Linked DNA regions of Capra hircus: region 2 is linked to region 1. Evidence: chromatin contacts called from public Hi-C data. All regions are on one chromosome and are shown on one strand. The core of a region is the stretch at or near the end of the contact, and the rest is flanking DNA. Distances in the headings are between cores, read along the strand shown. Region 1 holds the start of FUT8 (alpha-(1,6)-fucosyltransferase). Region 2 has its middle 100 kb from the start of MAX.

Region 1 (7,677 bases), core at 3,461-5,960:
TCATCAACAGGAGAACCAAGGGAAACTTGGTATTGATCCTCTAAATCCTATATCTACAATACTACTGTTGACTACAGAAGACTGGAGATTGACATCTCATTTGAAAAGTACCAGTAGGACTAGTATTGATGCCTGAGTAGAAAAATTATGCTGGTTTCAGAGCTGTTTAGAATCTGAATTTTGTTTTATTTTTAAGTAAAGAAACTTAATTACATGTTTATTTTTACATTTGCTTTTATGACTATGAAATGAAAATGCTTTTACTTTTGTAAGTGTGCTATAATATGAAATGGGTATGTTCACCATTTAATTAAACCAAGAGACTTACTCATACTGTGCAGTGAATCAAAAAGAACCATTAAAGAAATGAAAAAAAATAAGAAAATATTCTAGCATATCTTATTAACTGATTAATTTATAGCATTAACTTTTTAAATACAGTAAACACCTCACTATTCTGTATCTCACAGATATTTTCATTCCTTTCAAAGAATCTACTTTTTTATTTTACCACCACTGAAATTCTATTTTCACAATGAATAGCAATGGAGAACAACCCAACTACTACCCTCAGAAAACTAAAATATTCTGATTTTAATGTACACACAATCAATCCTAACCTTGAATTTGAAGAATATGTGAACCATAAGAAGTAAAATCAAAACTGATTGCAGTTCAGAAACCTAAATAAAGTGCCACAGATAAAAAGATTACTGCTTCATATTCAAAAGCACAAGTTCAATTTCATATATCAGCTGGACTCACTGCATTATATTGCAGGAGAGAGATGTTAAGAAGTGACCTTGGGATCCTGCTCTCCAGATGTTTAAAGGACCCATTTTTTTATTGCAATTACCTTTACTTTTGATAAATACCTAGCTAGTATTTATTGATAAATACCTAGCTATTGATAAATACCTAGCTAAATACTACACACTTGATATCTTTGCTCTTATAAGACTCTACTTGAAGCTCTTTTGAAATTTTAGGACTATAGATATTATAAAGAAAAAACTTAAGGAGATACAACATGCACAAAGGGTTAACAAATACTGCTTCCTTTCTGATGCAATGCATAAGAAGGTTAAGAAACTATCATCATATACCCTAAGTTTGGAGACATACTTTCAGAGGTTTAAAATGAGAAATTTAACAAACCTTATGCATTTATCTTCAGATAACGAAAAAAACTTCTAACTAATTTGTAATATACAATATATATACTCCACAAGTAACTATGGACAGATTAGATATATATCCATTATCAACTCCCTTCCTCTTTTAACTAAAAATTAAATTTCTTTCTGGTCATAAAAATCTGGTTTGGGGTGTTTTAAAAAGTTCAAACATATATTAAGCCATGCTTTGCTTTGGCACTAGCTCCCCCTCCAGACCAACCTACTGATATAACGGGCACTTAAAAAAATAAACAAGGAACACAAGTTTTTCCACGCCACTAGTGATTTAAAAATTCACCACTTTTAAAGACACTCCAATGCCTTAAAATAACTAGTTAAAACTTGTAACCAAATACTGCAGAATGTAATCTAAGTTACTGTTTTTCAATTCTATCTCTCAAAACTGACTTGAAGGAAAACAACTTTAAGTGTCTATTTCAATTTAAGAACATCCTAAAATACAATCTATAGAATGCTATGTTTTATGGAAATTATTTTGAATCACTGTCTTAATAAACCACAAGATATTCTTCATGTTAACTCACTACTTGATCAAAGACACATTTTTGCATCTGTTTCTGCTATCTATGCAACTTTCATTCCAGCTGTTCAGCAATTTAAGTAAAATCCTCAGTTTATAAAGCAGGAAAAGGAAAATTCACGCCTCCAAACCACCCTTCTATGTTCCTCAAATCCTATTCATTTCTAACACCCTGCATTTTTACATACTAAGCTATAAAATCATAATTTCAAATCTTTAAATTCCCACCTTATCCTTACTATTGTAATAGGTATACATCAAACCAAGATTTACTATGTGCATTTTATGGTATATTTCACAAGGCTAGCAATGTACAAGGCTTTATTATACATTATAGGATTTCAGGTTAATTTTAAGTTACTTTCAAGAGAGAATACAACTTACTTCACTACTTCAGCATAACTCTATAGTGCTGCAAATCTCTCTCCTATAAAGTTTTCTATATGATGCATTCTTTAAAAGAAATATGCATAAAAACAAAAGTTAATCAAGAAAATAAATATGCACTTATCCCCAAGAATAACAAGGGAGCAAAAAAACTGCAATTAAACCTTGTCTGCAGTTTCTAAAGAGAACCAAGCCAAAGTTCAATCAGTTACATGTGATGAGTTTAACTGTAAACTGAGAGAAAACTTTTGTCGAAATTTAGTCTGCGTTACTTGAGGTTTGGGTGTTTTCTACAGGAGATTCTGGCTTGCCTAGGTCCACACTCTTGAACTGGATTAAGTCAACTGTAAACTAACTCAAACATGGGAATAAGAAATAACACCCTGCTCTATCCAAGGCCTCACTCAAACGCTAAAGCTCGCCAGGGATAAATTCTAACCATGACACTGCCATTTAACTTAAATACACTGCGTCTCTGACGTTATGTGTAGCTGAAGATTGCAATCCCCACTGTGAGGAAAAAAAAAAAAACAAAACAGGTGCTGCACACGACAGCCCACTCACTCTTGCAGGACAAACCTCCTTTAACTGGAGGTTAAATAAATAAATATTTAGGAACTCATTTAACCTTCCCAAATAAGTTTGGAGCTCTAAAGCAGCCAGCTCATCATTTCCACGTCAAACGAGGGTGCAGCGGCACTCGAGCCGTGAAACTGCCCTGGCACTGGCCCCTCGCCGGGAGCGGATCTTTGCACGGGTCCATTCCCCGATTTCCCGGAGAACCCCTCAGGAAAGCCCTTAAAGCACAAGCATGCTCCTCCCCACAGTCTGTGACACCAGGGAGCGAGTTGCTGGAGAAAGGGCAGGTAAGAGCAGAGGAGACGAGGGACACCTCCCACCCCTGCCCCCATCTCCTTTCCTCGGTTTCGGCCCCTGCCCTAACCAAGGATGCGCGACGCCGAGGGCAGCAGCCGAGCCGCTCCACGCCCCGGCCGAGGCAGCAGGCGTCCCTAGTCCCCTGCCCGCGGCCCCCACCCCCCCGCACCCCCGCGGCCGCGCAAAGGCACCCATCAGAGGATCCCGGGGGCTCCCTCCCCACTTTCCCCGGAGCCGCTGCATAAGCAGCAGCAGTGGCAGCAAAAGGCCCGGGGGTCTCCTCGGGGGAAAGAGAGCTGCGACGGCCGGCAGGCACCTCCCCGGAGCCTCCTGAGATCCCGCGCTTGCCCACCTCCAGACCCCGGGGCGCGCGGGGCCCGGCTCCCAAACGCCCCCTTACCCGAGGCGGGAGCAGAGGCGGTCTCCGCCGTTCCCCAGCAGCCGCCGCCGCTACAGCCCGCAGCAGCAGCTGCCCCGCGCTGGGGAAGTGGGAGGGGTGGCTGGGTGGAGGATGCTACTCCCTACTGAAGGGAGAGGAAGAAACGGAAACAGGAACCGCCGCCGTCGCTGCTTAACGGAGCCTTCGGCGCCACTGACTGAGGGAAAGCGCGAGGCGGCGCGAGCCAGGCAGTCGCTGACAGCGCGAGACCGAGCGCGAGCCGGGTCCCGGGCGCGCGACCCCGAGCAGCGCCGGCCCCATTCCGCGAGGAGAGGAAGGGGACGGGTCGGCCGGGGGGCGGGGAGGGGCGGGGGCCTGGAGCGAGGAGAACAGGGCTACTCGGGTCTACCGGAGATAACACGCGCACGCGCCTGAGCGGCTCTGACCGCGAGCGCAGGCGGGGAAGCCTCAGCTAGCGCAAGCGTGCCCGCGCGAATGGGAGCGCGCGCCCCCTCAGCGTCCCAAGCTTCTGGGAGAAGGCGCGCATGCGCTGGCCACTGCCTCCTACGGCGACCCCCGCCTGTGCCAGGGTTTCTCCCCGCCCCCTTCTCGCCGCGCCCGTGGACCGCGTAGCCGCAGCGTCCGACTGCCTGGCTGAGCCACAGCGGGACGGGGAGACTTCTAGCAGGGGCAGCAGGGTGTGCGCACGGGCGCCGACTCCGACGCGAGTGTAGGCCGCCCTCTACCGCTTGAAGGCCAGAGGCTGAAGGAGACGCGAGCCGAGCCGGGCTTCCCCACTCCCGGGAGCGCCACCTCCGGGGAATGCCGTATTCTCAACCGCCGGGAAACGGATCGGCCCGTGCCAGATCAGCCCGCGGCCCTTAAGTACCACTGGTACTGGAGATATGAAGCAGGCTCCTTGCTACTTTTTAGGAGTGATCGCTGCTGCTCAGCCCCCGTAGCGCAGGTCTGGCCGCTCCGCTGCAGCTTGCAAAGCACGATCATAGAATGGCATCGCACTCCCATGCGAATAGCGAAGCCCGGTTTAATCTTTTGAGAGCTGGTCATTCGCCTGGACAGAAAGACCCCTCCCCCATGAGAGCCTGGGTTCGGTGCCTGGCCTCTCCCCCCGACCCGCGGCTGCAACAACCCCTCCAAGGCGGAAGTTTATTCAGTACGGGAAAGAGAACATGGGGCGAAGGAGGCAGCTTTTCCCTAGGATGCTTCCTACCCGGCTCGGACTCGGGAAAATTCCTGGCGCCCGCGATGCAGAGCAGTGGGCCGAAGAGCTAGCCCAGTCCAGCCCTGACGGCGAGCTGAGCCGGAGGAGCTGAGCGCGCCGCCCAGGCACACAAAGTAGTCGCGAGCCGAGGCGGGGTGGGGGGGGGGGTGCTACGGAGGCCAATCAGAGACACGAACCGCGTGAGTGGAGTGCGGGTCAGCCAATCGGAGGGCGGGAGGATGAGCTTCCCGTACCGAACTCTTCCCTGTAGCCTCCGGACCCAGATCCTAAGCCTGGGTGCAATACCTTGAGAAAGCGAAATGGTGCCCGTAAAGACAAGAATGACTTCTCTAGACTTGGATATTTTTAAGTACATGCCTTGGGAACCTATCACAGAGAGAAGATCGGCGGCCTTTTAGATGCCAAGTATGAAAGGATCACAGAAAAGAGATTTAAGAGGCTGCCAAGACTGCAATCTGCCTAATAATAAATTTACAATATTTGTTGACACCTTTTTAGAGTCCAGAAACTGTATTACAGAAATACAAATAAGATTCTGCTAATTCAAAAATAAAAAAAGTTCCCTGCCCTCAAGAAGTTTAGTTTCCTCTGAAAGAGGTTTGCTGGACCTTGCGGTTGGTTTTTATCATCAGCCCTTTAAAGAAAAAGCTCTCAGTGAAGTGGTAGTTTCCAGTCATTTTTATGATTGTCTCCCTGTAAGAAGAGAAATTTGAGAGAAAAGTAGAGTGACTGATCTAAGGTTACACAAAAATATATACTGGCAGAGCCAGAACTATATTCTAGCTTAGCGTTTATATTCCATCATTCAACCATCATTTATCCTATGCGTGGTTGCTATCGCTCACTGCAGAGGTTTCTGCGCTAAGTTAATAAACTGAACAAAAGTCTGCTATAATGGCTACATACCTCAGTTGGAACTGAACAGAAATTTTAGATTTATGCCATAGTAAGATAGATTAAAGGCCAAAGTTTTAACAGTCAAACTCTAGGTACTTCTTAGAAATCAGAGGCGAGGTGGATATCTGCTTTCTTAATTTAAACAGTACTTTTTAACAATACTTTAGCAAGCATGTTTAACTTTAAGATCTCCAGTTTCAAAGCTTTCCTTTACATTTGCCTCAAAACTCCTGGGTTTTTTAATATTGCCTTCATTTTTCCTTTCCAAAAGCCTAGGAAGTGAAATACTTATATTCTCTACCTCTTTCTGCTCAAAGAAAAAAAAAAAAGAAATCTGTCCAAAGAATGTTTGTCTGGAATTTCTTGCACATTTATAGGCTGGTTCTTGTCTTCTTGTTGTTTAGTGGCTAAATCATGTCCAACTCTTTTGTAACCCCATGGATTCTAGCCCACCAGGCCCACTAGGCTCCTCTTTTCACAGCATTTCCCGGGGAAGAATACTGGAGTGGGTTGCCATTTCCTTCTCCAGGGGATCTTCCCCACCCAGGGACTGAACCCACCTCTTCCGAAACCCAAACCAGATAATTTGCTGTCTGTAAAATAAATATACTCAGAAACTAGTCCTTTAACAATTTGGATTACATTCTGTTGAGTCAATGTACATCTCAGTCACTGACAGAACACAGCCCTTTCCAGGACATGTCCAGCGTTTAGTGGCCACCATATCAGTTAAACAACTGATTTTTGAGAACCAATCTTTACACATTAAGGTCTGGGCCAGTAATGAATTTCAAGAAAATTCCCAACAGTTCCAGCTTTTAAAAAACACATTTCATTTACTGTTACAAAAGAGGTTACTACTGAAACTCTGCCTTCTTGCTGGGTTAAATTTCTGACAGAAAAAAAAATCCCCAAAAGATTCTAAACATCTCTGGCTACCAAAGACATCTCTGTCAAAGGCTGATTTCTCCAGAAGCTCCAGTCTCCCTCTATGCTTCTGGACCCTCCATCTCTTCTTACTCCATCTGCCTCTCATCATGCCTGGTGTCTGATATTTGCTCGAGCAGGTAGAATTGCTCCACAACCCCCACGGCTCTGTCACCAGCGAGGCGTTAGGCCTATCTTTGCTTATCTGAAAACTTACAGGCAAGTTCTGCTCAACAAAACACTGTACAGAACATTCTTTATGAGATGTTTTACTAAGAACTAATAGAACCTTGTCCATACTTTATATTCTTTCTCACAGCCTAGATTAAATTCTTTCATCAACCAGAACTTGTGGGGTCTTGCAGGTGAGGTGAAGCGGAGTCAACCATTAGACAATAGAAAAGATCAAAATGAAAGTTAGTGAGTACATGAGAAGCTATTGTATCACGAGATTAGCTAGATCAAAGTTAATGAGTTTGAATACCATCACATTTCCAAAATCCTGAACTTTCATGTAAGAGCTAGTTTGAAATTGACTACCATTTCATTAATGGCAATAATAAAAATAATAGACAAGTTATAATATTGCTGAGTGCCAGGTCCCATGATAAACTGTTTATCTCCATTATTTAACTTTAAAATCATCCCTTTGAGGTGGGCCCCTTATTACAGTGGTGGGAGAGATCAGAGAGAAAGGTTGAGGAGACTCTCAGGAGGTTCAGAGCAACTACTTACCAAACAGTTTAGAAAATTTTCCATCTTTACCAATGTGGACCAACTGAGTATTAGTCCTGAAAACTTTCTTATAAATTTTTTAAAAATTTAAACAAAATTTTAACCTTGTTTTCTAATTGTTATTCTAGCTACATTTTACTCAGAGGATTCCATTTTACAGCAAATCATCCAAAAGACAGCACTGTTGCTGCTACATGCAAGAAGGTGTGACCTTGAGATAATCATTTTACCCGTTTGGGCCTTAGTTTTCTCATCTGCAAAATAAAAAAGTTGGACTAGATAAACTTTAGTTGTTTGTCAGTTCTAAAACAATACATCTAGCTAGCTTGACACCCCATTGGCAGGAACTACAACAATAAAATATGGAAAAATTGTCCATACTTTCAAATCCAATAACATTTTAAGTCACTTTTAAGCCATAGAAATTCCAACTACATCCACTCATTAAAGAGCCAAAGTCAATCTTTCCAATCAAAAGAATAAATGAAGCGATTGATTTAAACACCAATGAAAT
Region 2 (7,677 bases), core at 1,620-4,119, 170 kb after region 1:
AGATTCAAGTTGCAAGTAGTTGATGGGGGTGGTGATTCCAGAAAGTTCTTTGAGAGAGTAGGGAAAGTGAGACAAGAAAGGAAACAAGTCAACAATGGGAGTTAGTGAGCCTCTCACCACTGGTTGGGGGGATGGGGGCTCTATCCTACTGGGTTCCTCCATGGACCTAGGTACACAGACCCCAAGAGTAAAGGTTGCTCCTGGGGCATTCTGTCCCTGTAGACCTCAGGGCTAAACATGCTCCAGGAGCCAGGGCATACCTCCAGGCAACAAGCAACAGAAAGCTGCTGTAAGTGAGGACCACATTGTAGATGACCCTGGGGCAGGCCAGGAACATATGGGTGGGGCCGTACTTATCAGCTTTACTGTAATCACTCAGTGTTGCTAATACTCTAGGGGTATCTTTTTTTTTCCCTCAAATACATTTGCCAAACAGTCTCTTTGTTTGCTCTGGATCTAGTTTTGAAAAGCAAAGTTTCCTCTTTGAACTACAAGTGCCTGCTTTGAAGCATCTTTAGAAATTATAGATAATCAAGGCCCCCTTACTGTGGAAAATTCTTAAAGAGATGGGAATACCAGACCACCTGACCTGCCTCTTGAGAAGTCTGTATGCAGGTCAGGAAGCAACAGTTAGAACTGGACATGGAACAACAGACTGGTTCCAAATAGGAAAAGGAGTACGTCAAGGATGTATATTGTCACCATGCTTATTTAACTTCTATGCAGAGTACATCATGAGAAACGCTGGACTGGAAGAAACACAAGCTGGAATCAAGATTGCCAGAAGAAATATCAATAACCTCAGATATGCAGATGACACCACCCTTATGGCAGAAAGTGAAGAGGAACTCAAAAGCCTCTTGATGAAAGTGAAAGAGGAGAGTGAAAAAGTCGGCTTAAAGCTCAACATTCATAAAATGAAGATCATGGCACCCGGTCCCATCACTTCATGGGAAATAGATGGGGAAACAGTGGAAACAGTGTCAGACTTTATTTTGGGGGGTTCCAAAATCACTGGAGATGGTGACTGCAGCCATGAAATTAAAAGACGCTTACTCCTAGGAAGAAAAGTTATGACCAACCTAGATAGTATATTCAAAAGCAGAGACGTTACTTTGCCGACTAAGGTCTGTCTAGTGAAGGCTATGGTTTTTCCTGTGGTCATGTATGGATGTGAGAGTTGGACTGTGAAGAAGGCTGAGCGCCAAAGAATGGATGCTTTTGAACTGTGGTATTGGAGAAGACTCTTGAGAGTCCCTTGGACTGCAAGGAGATCCAACCAGCCCATTCTGAAGGAGATCAGCCCTGGGATTTCTTTGGAAGAAATGATGCTGAAGCTGAAGCTCCAGTACTTTGGCCACCTCATGTGAAGAGTTGACTCATTGGAAAAGACTCTGATGCTGGGAGGGATTGGGGGCAGGAGGAGAAGGGGACGACAGAGGATGAGATGGCTGGATGGCATCACCGACTCGATGGACGTGAGTCTGAGTGAACTCCGGGAGTTGGTGATGGACAGGGAGGCCTGGCATGCTGTGATTCATTGGGTCACAAAGAGTCGGACCCAACTGAGCGACTGAACTGAACTAAAGCTTCCATACTCACGACAGTCCAGCTCACCTCTGCCTTCTAGTTTACAGAATACTTTTGCACATGTGCTCTCATTTAATCCTCACAGTAAGCAGTGAGGTAGGTGATAGTCCTCCAAAGCAATCCCAGAGTTGTCAATCCTCCTACCAGGGATTAGAAACAGGTTAGTGGTTTCAGCTGACACACTCCTCCTCAACATCTGATTTCAGGTTTCTAAGTTTTAACAGTTCCCACCTCTCCCCACACCTGGTCCTAGGGGTGGGGGCTGCTCCTGCAGTTGCTGACCCTGTAATACCTTAGTGCACTCTTTTTGCCTTTTCTGTTACCTAGATAACAACTTTACACTTAGTTCCAATCATTAGATGACCCTCTCTGTTTAAATAACTGATGTTTCTGTCTCTTTGCCAATCCCTGATGCCCCTCTTAATGACAGCTGGAGAACTGGAGTATCTCAGGGGACAGAGTGGGGTAAAGAGTCCACGAGGCCTCTGGGGAGAAATGCTGGAAGATTTTCAGAGTAGTTCCTCTTTCTGAATCATGGAGCTCTGTGAAAGACTGATGAAAACAATGCGCTTTCTTCTCTGGAAACTGTAAGTATCTGTCAACACACCCCCCCACCTCCAACCCTCACACACAATCCCACACCCAGTTGCAGGGGTTGTGTGTGCTTGTGTGTGTGCGTGCTCAGTCACTTTGGTTGTGTCTCTTTGCGACCCCATGGACTGTAGCCCACCAGGATCCTCTGTCCATGGGATTCTCCAGGCAAGAATACTGGAGTGGGTGGCCATTTCCTCCTCCAGGAGGTCTTCCCAACCCAGAGATGGAACCCGGGTCTCCTGCATTGTAGGCAGGTTCCTTACCACTAGCGCCCCTTTACAGGGGTTGTGTGTTAGTCACTCAGTTGTATACGACTCAGAGTGACCCCATGTGGACCCCAAATCTCAGGTTCATAATTCCTGTGGTAGAATGCTGGCCAGGTTGAGTCTCTCTCATGGAGAAAATCTGGTTGGCTCTCAGAGGCTGTTGCCTCAGAAAAGTCAAACAAAAGGACCGTCAGTACTGGGTTGCCAAGGAGCTGTCCTAGATTTTCAAACTCCCTGAATTTGAGATAAATATCCCGACTGTGAACCTGCCAACCATCCCGGATCTGTAGTTCTTTTGCATCTGAAGCTTTAGAACTGTATCTTTTTCAGTAGCAATTATTTTACTTATGGGGGTTTAGCCAACAAGAATGGAGCACTCTGAGGCAGAGCCTTGTTTGGGGGCTCTCCTCCCTGAAGGCCCTGCCTGGCTGACCCAGCCAGGCCCCAGTAGCTCTGCGCCCTTCAGTGGCCTGCTACTGTGGAGACCTCCTGGAGAGAAAGGCGAGTCGCCACCTCCTGGGCGGCTCTATTATTGCATGTCAAGTTTGCGGAAAGCAATTGTTCACTCAGTTGTGTCCGACTCTTTGGGACCCCATGGACCGTAGCAGGTCAGGCTTCCCTGTCCTTCACTGTCTCCCAGAGTTTGCTCAAACTACGTCCGTTGAGTCAGTGATGCCATCCAACCACCTCGTCCTCTGTTGCCCCTTCTCCTTTTACCTTCAATTTTTCCCAGCATCAGGGTCTTTTCCAACGAGTTACCTCTTGGTATCTGGTAGCCAAAGTATTGGAGCTTCAGCTTCAGCATCAGTCCTTCCAATGAATATTCACAGTTGATTTCCTTTAAGATTGACTGGTTTGATCTTTTTGCTCTCCAAGAGACTCTCAAGAATCTTTTCCAGCACCACAGTTCAAAAGCATTAATTCTTTGGCACTCAGCCTTAAAAAGAAATTGGTGGTGTTAAATTTCTAAGGACAACAACTTCCCTTTTACTGCGAGTTGGTTATCTGGATATGTTTTATAGATAATTATGTCCTAGGCCATTAAAGGGGAGAACACAGAGACTGAGAAAAATTACTACCTTTGAGCCTCAGTTTTTCGTCTCTAAGACAAGGCTGGCTGTTATCTTAATGCTCAGAAGCCTGTCACCAGTTTTTCCTTTCTCCATTAAACTGCCTTGTTGAGCTTTCCACATTAGAAGGCAGTACCTCAGAGTGGAATAAAATTCGTCCCCACATCACTAACACAATTAGATAGCTACCACATACCCCTGCAAATCTGTCTTATGTATATTGCTTATTAGTTGCATGTTATCTTTTAAGCTATCTAGACATTGCTCCAGATATAGACTGATTTTTTTTTCTCTATTGATTAAGAAAGTCTCTTTTGTTTCATAAATTCATTCATTCTGCAAAATGATGCATACATTGACCGCATTTTTAGTGAGTGAGCACTGTTTTCCAGGCATTAGAGATGCAGCCGCAGACAGACACAAACCTCTCCCTTGTGGAGATTCTCATCTAAGGCAGGAGACAGACAACAAATACAACATATGAAATATGTAGTGTGTCAACTGAAAAAGGATGTGGGTTAAGAGCAGTTATTTGTTTTGCTTTTTTTTTAAGTAGGAGAAATTACAGTGTGTTTGTCTGTTGATGGGAATGATCCTAATAAGGGATGATGATGATAGCGAGAAGAAGGGGTGTTAGTGGCACAATGCCCTTGAGAAGGTGAGAGGGGATGGGATCCGGTGCAGAAGTGGAAAGGATGTATCAAAAACTGATTGAGCCCCTGTCGGGTGTCAGAACTTGGACCGGTGCTGGAGACAACAGCAAAGAAAACAGACTTCCTGGAGAATTCGTCCCAGCCTTCCTGGAGATTTCATTCTAATTAGGGCAATGGACAGTAAAAAGGCAAACAAATGAATGGATCCGTGGTACCCATGGAGTGGGTGAGTGCCATCTGACGTAAGCACAGTGGTCGTGGAGGTCCCGTTTGAGGCGTGAGAGTTGAGCTGAGCCCTAAAGCATGATAGGGGCTTCCCTGGAGGCTCAGTGGTAAAGAATCCTCCTCTAATGTGAGAGACATGGGTTTGATCCCTAGGTCAGGAAGATACCCTGGAAAAGCAAATGCCAACCGAATCCCATATTCTTGCCTGGAGAATCCCATGGACAGAGGATCGTGGTGGCTACAGTCCATGGGGTCTCAAAGAGTCAGACACAACTTAGTGGCTAAAAAAAAAACAACAAAGCATCATAGGGCACTATCCACATGAAAAATCTGAGGGACGAGTATTCCACACAGGAAAAAGAACACGTACAAGAGCTTGAGAGGGAAGAGCCTGGCCGTCTGTGCACTTGTAGGAGGTGAAGCTGCAGGAGGGTAATTATCAAGAATGAAGCCTGAGATGAGGTTACAGAGGTTGATTATTGATGGCTTTCTGTGAAAAGCCAATAAATTTTATGATCAAATTTATAAGTTACTCAAGGCTAGGAAGGAGAGATAACAGTTAAATGACATAATCAGAAATTAAAAAGAAAAGAAATTTCAATAGATGGCTTGTGACAAATTCCCGTGTCAGTTCTTGCACTGAGATTCCAAAAATCAAGTGCAAAAAAATAGTAAAAAGATCAAGTGCACCACTAGCTCCTGTACAAAAGGATTTGGGGGTCACAGAGAGCAGAGCGTAAAACAGAGACCTGAGTGCAAGCTCTCTGGGGAATGCAATCAAAGGAGGGGAAGTGAGGGAGGACGGAATTGATGCAGGAAGAAAAAAGAACTAAGACAGAGCTGTGTCTGGAAGTGGCCATGCCTCCAGTCTTCAGCTTGTACTGTCCAAGGAGACCAGAGAGTCAATGTCTGAAAGATGTCTCAGCAACAACCAAAAGGGGGAAGTGGGGTGTCAGCAGCTCTCCACTGACACCCAGATCACTGGGCAAAGATTCTCCCCATGGACGTCTGCGGTCACCCATGTGTGTGCTAAGCACATTACCGTGTGGCCCCACCCACAACATTACTCAGAGGCCTGAAGGCAGAAAGTGAGACCATACCGAGTGGATCTGAGGTCAGCATGGTCAGCTGCACCTGTGGGAACTAGCTGGCACCCCACAGAACTGGACATAGCAGGAATAAGGGACAAGTGAGGCCCAAACCTTGGAAATGGGTCACAACATTTGTGACACACACACACATTGGTGAGAAGGGACAATTTTCCTTTCACCATTTTGCAACTTTATCTCCATCTTTTTAGATTTTTCATGAATATATGTGTCTAACTAAATCTCACTGGCAATGCTTTCAAGACATTTAGGCCCTTAGAGGTAAAAGGTTCCCCACAAATACTGTCCCAAAAGCTATAATAATCCCTTCTTTAAAATCTCCCTAATTCAACAAAGGGATCTTTATTAAATATTATCTAAGTCTTCTAAGTCTTTATAAAATGCTGCACTTGTAAACTCGCATGTAAAAACTCCTTATTTCTGCTAATCCAAGGGCTACTGGGGAGGCAAGTACTGTGTGGGGATACTATTTATCCCAAGTCAACCAAAGGCTTCAGATTTAAAATTTTGATTCATCTCCAAAGGAGGTTACACATACAGTCTCAGAGCTACTCTGCAGCAACACTGAAAGACGATGATGTTCATCATACAACTGAAACACATTGTCCCATTATCTAACTCAGACTGCCAGTCATACATTATAAATTCATATATTTTAAAAGCCCTATAATTATCTTGTGAATAGCTCAGTGCCTTTGGTGCTAAATTATACCAATTTATTAAATGAAAGTTTTTTTAAAAAATCACAATTCTTGTGATTCTGTTTTGACATTTCTTCTTTTTTTTAAATATACCTGAAAAAAAATGAAAGTGGCCCATGTCTTTCTTGTTCTCTAAGATACCTTACCTAATCCTCACCCAACTAGCTGAAAGTGCTGCTGATGGAGGTTCCATTTTTCTCCCATTCCGAGGGCTCATTAGTCCTACCACTTTTGTCTGCACAGGAAAAAGCAAAGGAGAACTAGTTAGAGGGCGAGTGAGGAACCGTGCTCCTTTCCCCACCTCTGGAGGTGCAGTGAATACCACCCAAGGCGCTCTGGTATTGCACTGGAGATTGGTTAATTTTTCATCTCCTGAAGAGTTAGGAGCGCCTTTATGTAAAGGCCACTGCGCCTGGATATGCCTCTGTTGGATCCCCAAAGGGTTGTCTTCTGTTAGAGTTTCTTCAACCTATTTATTCTCCAGGCTGCTTCAAGTTCACACCTTGACGCTGCACACTCTCCTCATTGCACCCCTGCTCGATCTCTAATGGTGCCTTTCAGGAGGGCTTGCAGAAGTCTGGGGTCACTTATCTCTGCCCTCCAAGCCCTAAACTGGCTGGTTGCTGTTATGCCACTGTCCACCTCCTCAGTGGGCTCCTGGGCCTCCTCTCCTTGCCCTTTGGGTTCTAAGTAAGGGCCTCACATAGTCAAAAAGGACAGCATGAGCTTGCAGAAATATCTACCATATATAGAATAATCACCATGATATTTGGGCCAAAGTGCCTCTCCTTCAAGAAGCAGAGACTTAGGCCAGACTTCAGTTTTATTCTTGCTAATATGACTGGTTGTCCCTAGCCTATGTGTACCTGGCCTTGTGCTGATGTTGCTTAGTAGCTGCTGCTGCTGCTGCTAAGTCGCCTCAGCCGTGTCCGACTCTGTGCGACGCCATAGACGGCAGCCCACCAGGTTCCCCCATCCCTGGGATTCTCCAGGCGAGGACACTGGAGTGGGTTGCCATTTCCTTCTCCAGTGCATGAAAATGAAAAGTGAAAGTGAAGTCGCTCAGTCTTGCCCAACTCTTAACGACCCCATGAACTGTAGCCCACCAGGCTCCTCTGCCTGTGGGATTTCCCAAGTAAGAATACTGGAGTGGCCTATGGGATTTCCTGGGTGAGAATGCTGGAATGAGTTGCCATTTCCTTCTCCAGGGGATCTTTCCAACCCAGGGATTGAATCCACATCTCCTGTGTTGGCAGGTGGATTCTTTACCACTTAGCCACCAGGAAAGCCTCTTATTTCTGACGTATATGCTCCCCATTTGGCTTTCATTTCTTTTAATGGTCCAGAAGCCTCTCTCTCCTCACCTACCATGTATCTCCATGTTAATCTTCCCTCTAAGCCTAACCCTGGGGGTTAGAGAATAAAACAGGGATGAGAGGAACAGAAATGGTTCCAATAATCTTCTTTCC

What was found. A called contact is a pair of places that touch in the nucleus more often than the background predicts.
Region 2: a contact with region 1 is called in a Hi-C map of blood, with 2.7 times the contacts expected there. The contact joins the enhancer-like site here to the promoter of FUT8 in region 1. A contact is called at or near these places in 2 of 5 Hi-C or Micro-C datasets (both in blood).

The regions. Positions count from the first base shown.
Region 1 is chr10:25,624,984-25,632,660 of ARS1.2, forward strand. It overlaps FUT8 (alpha-(1,6)-fucosyltransferase), which reads right to left and starts at 4,711. Exons shown (of 12, transcript XM_005685985.3): 1 at 4,593-4,711.
Region 2 is chr10:25,792,017-25,799,693 of ARS1.2, forward strand. No RefSeq gene overlaps it. Among named protein-coding and RNA genes, the nearest start is that of MAX, 100 kb to the right of the region's middle. Within about 2 kb of position 2,870, at least 1 of the 5 cell types and tissues checked has an H3K27ac peak or open chromatin away from gene starts, as enhancers often do.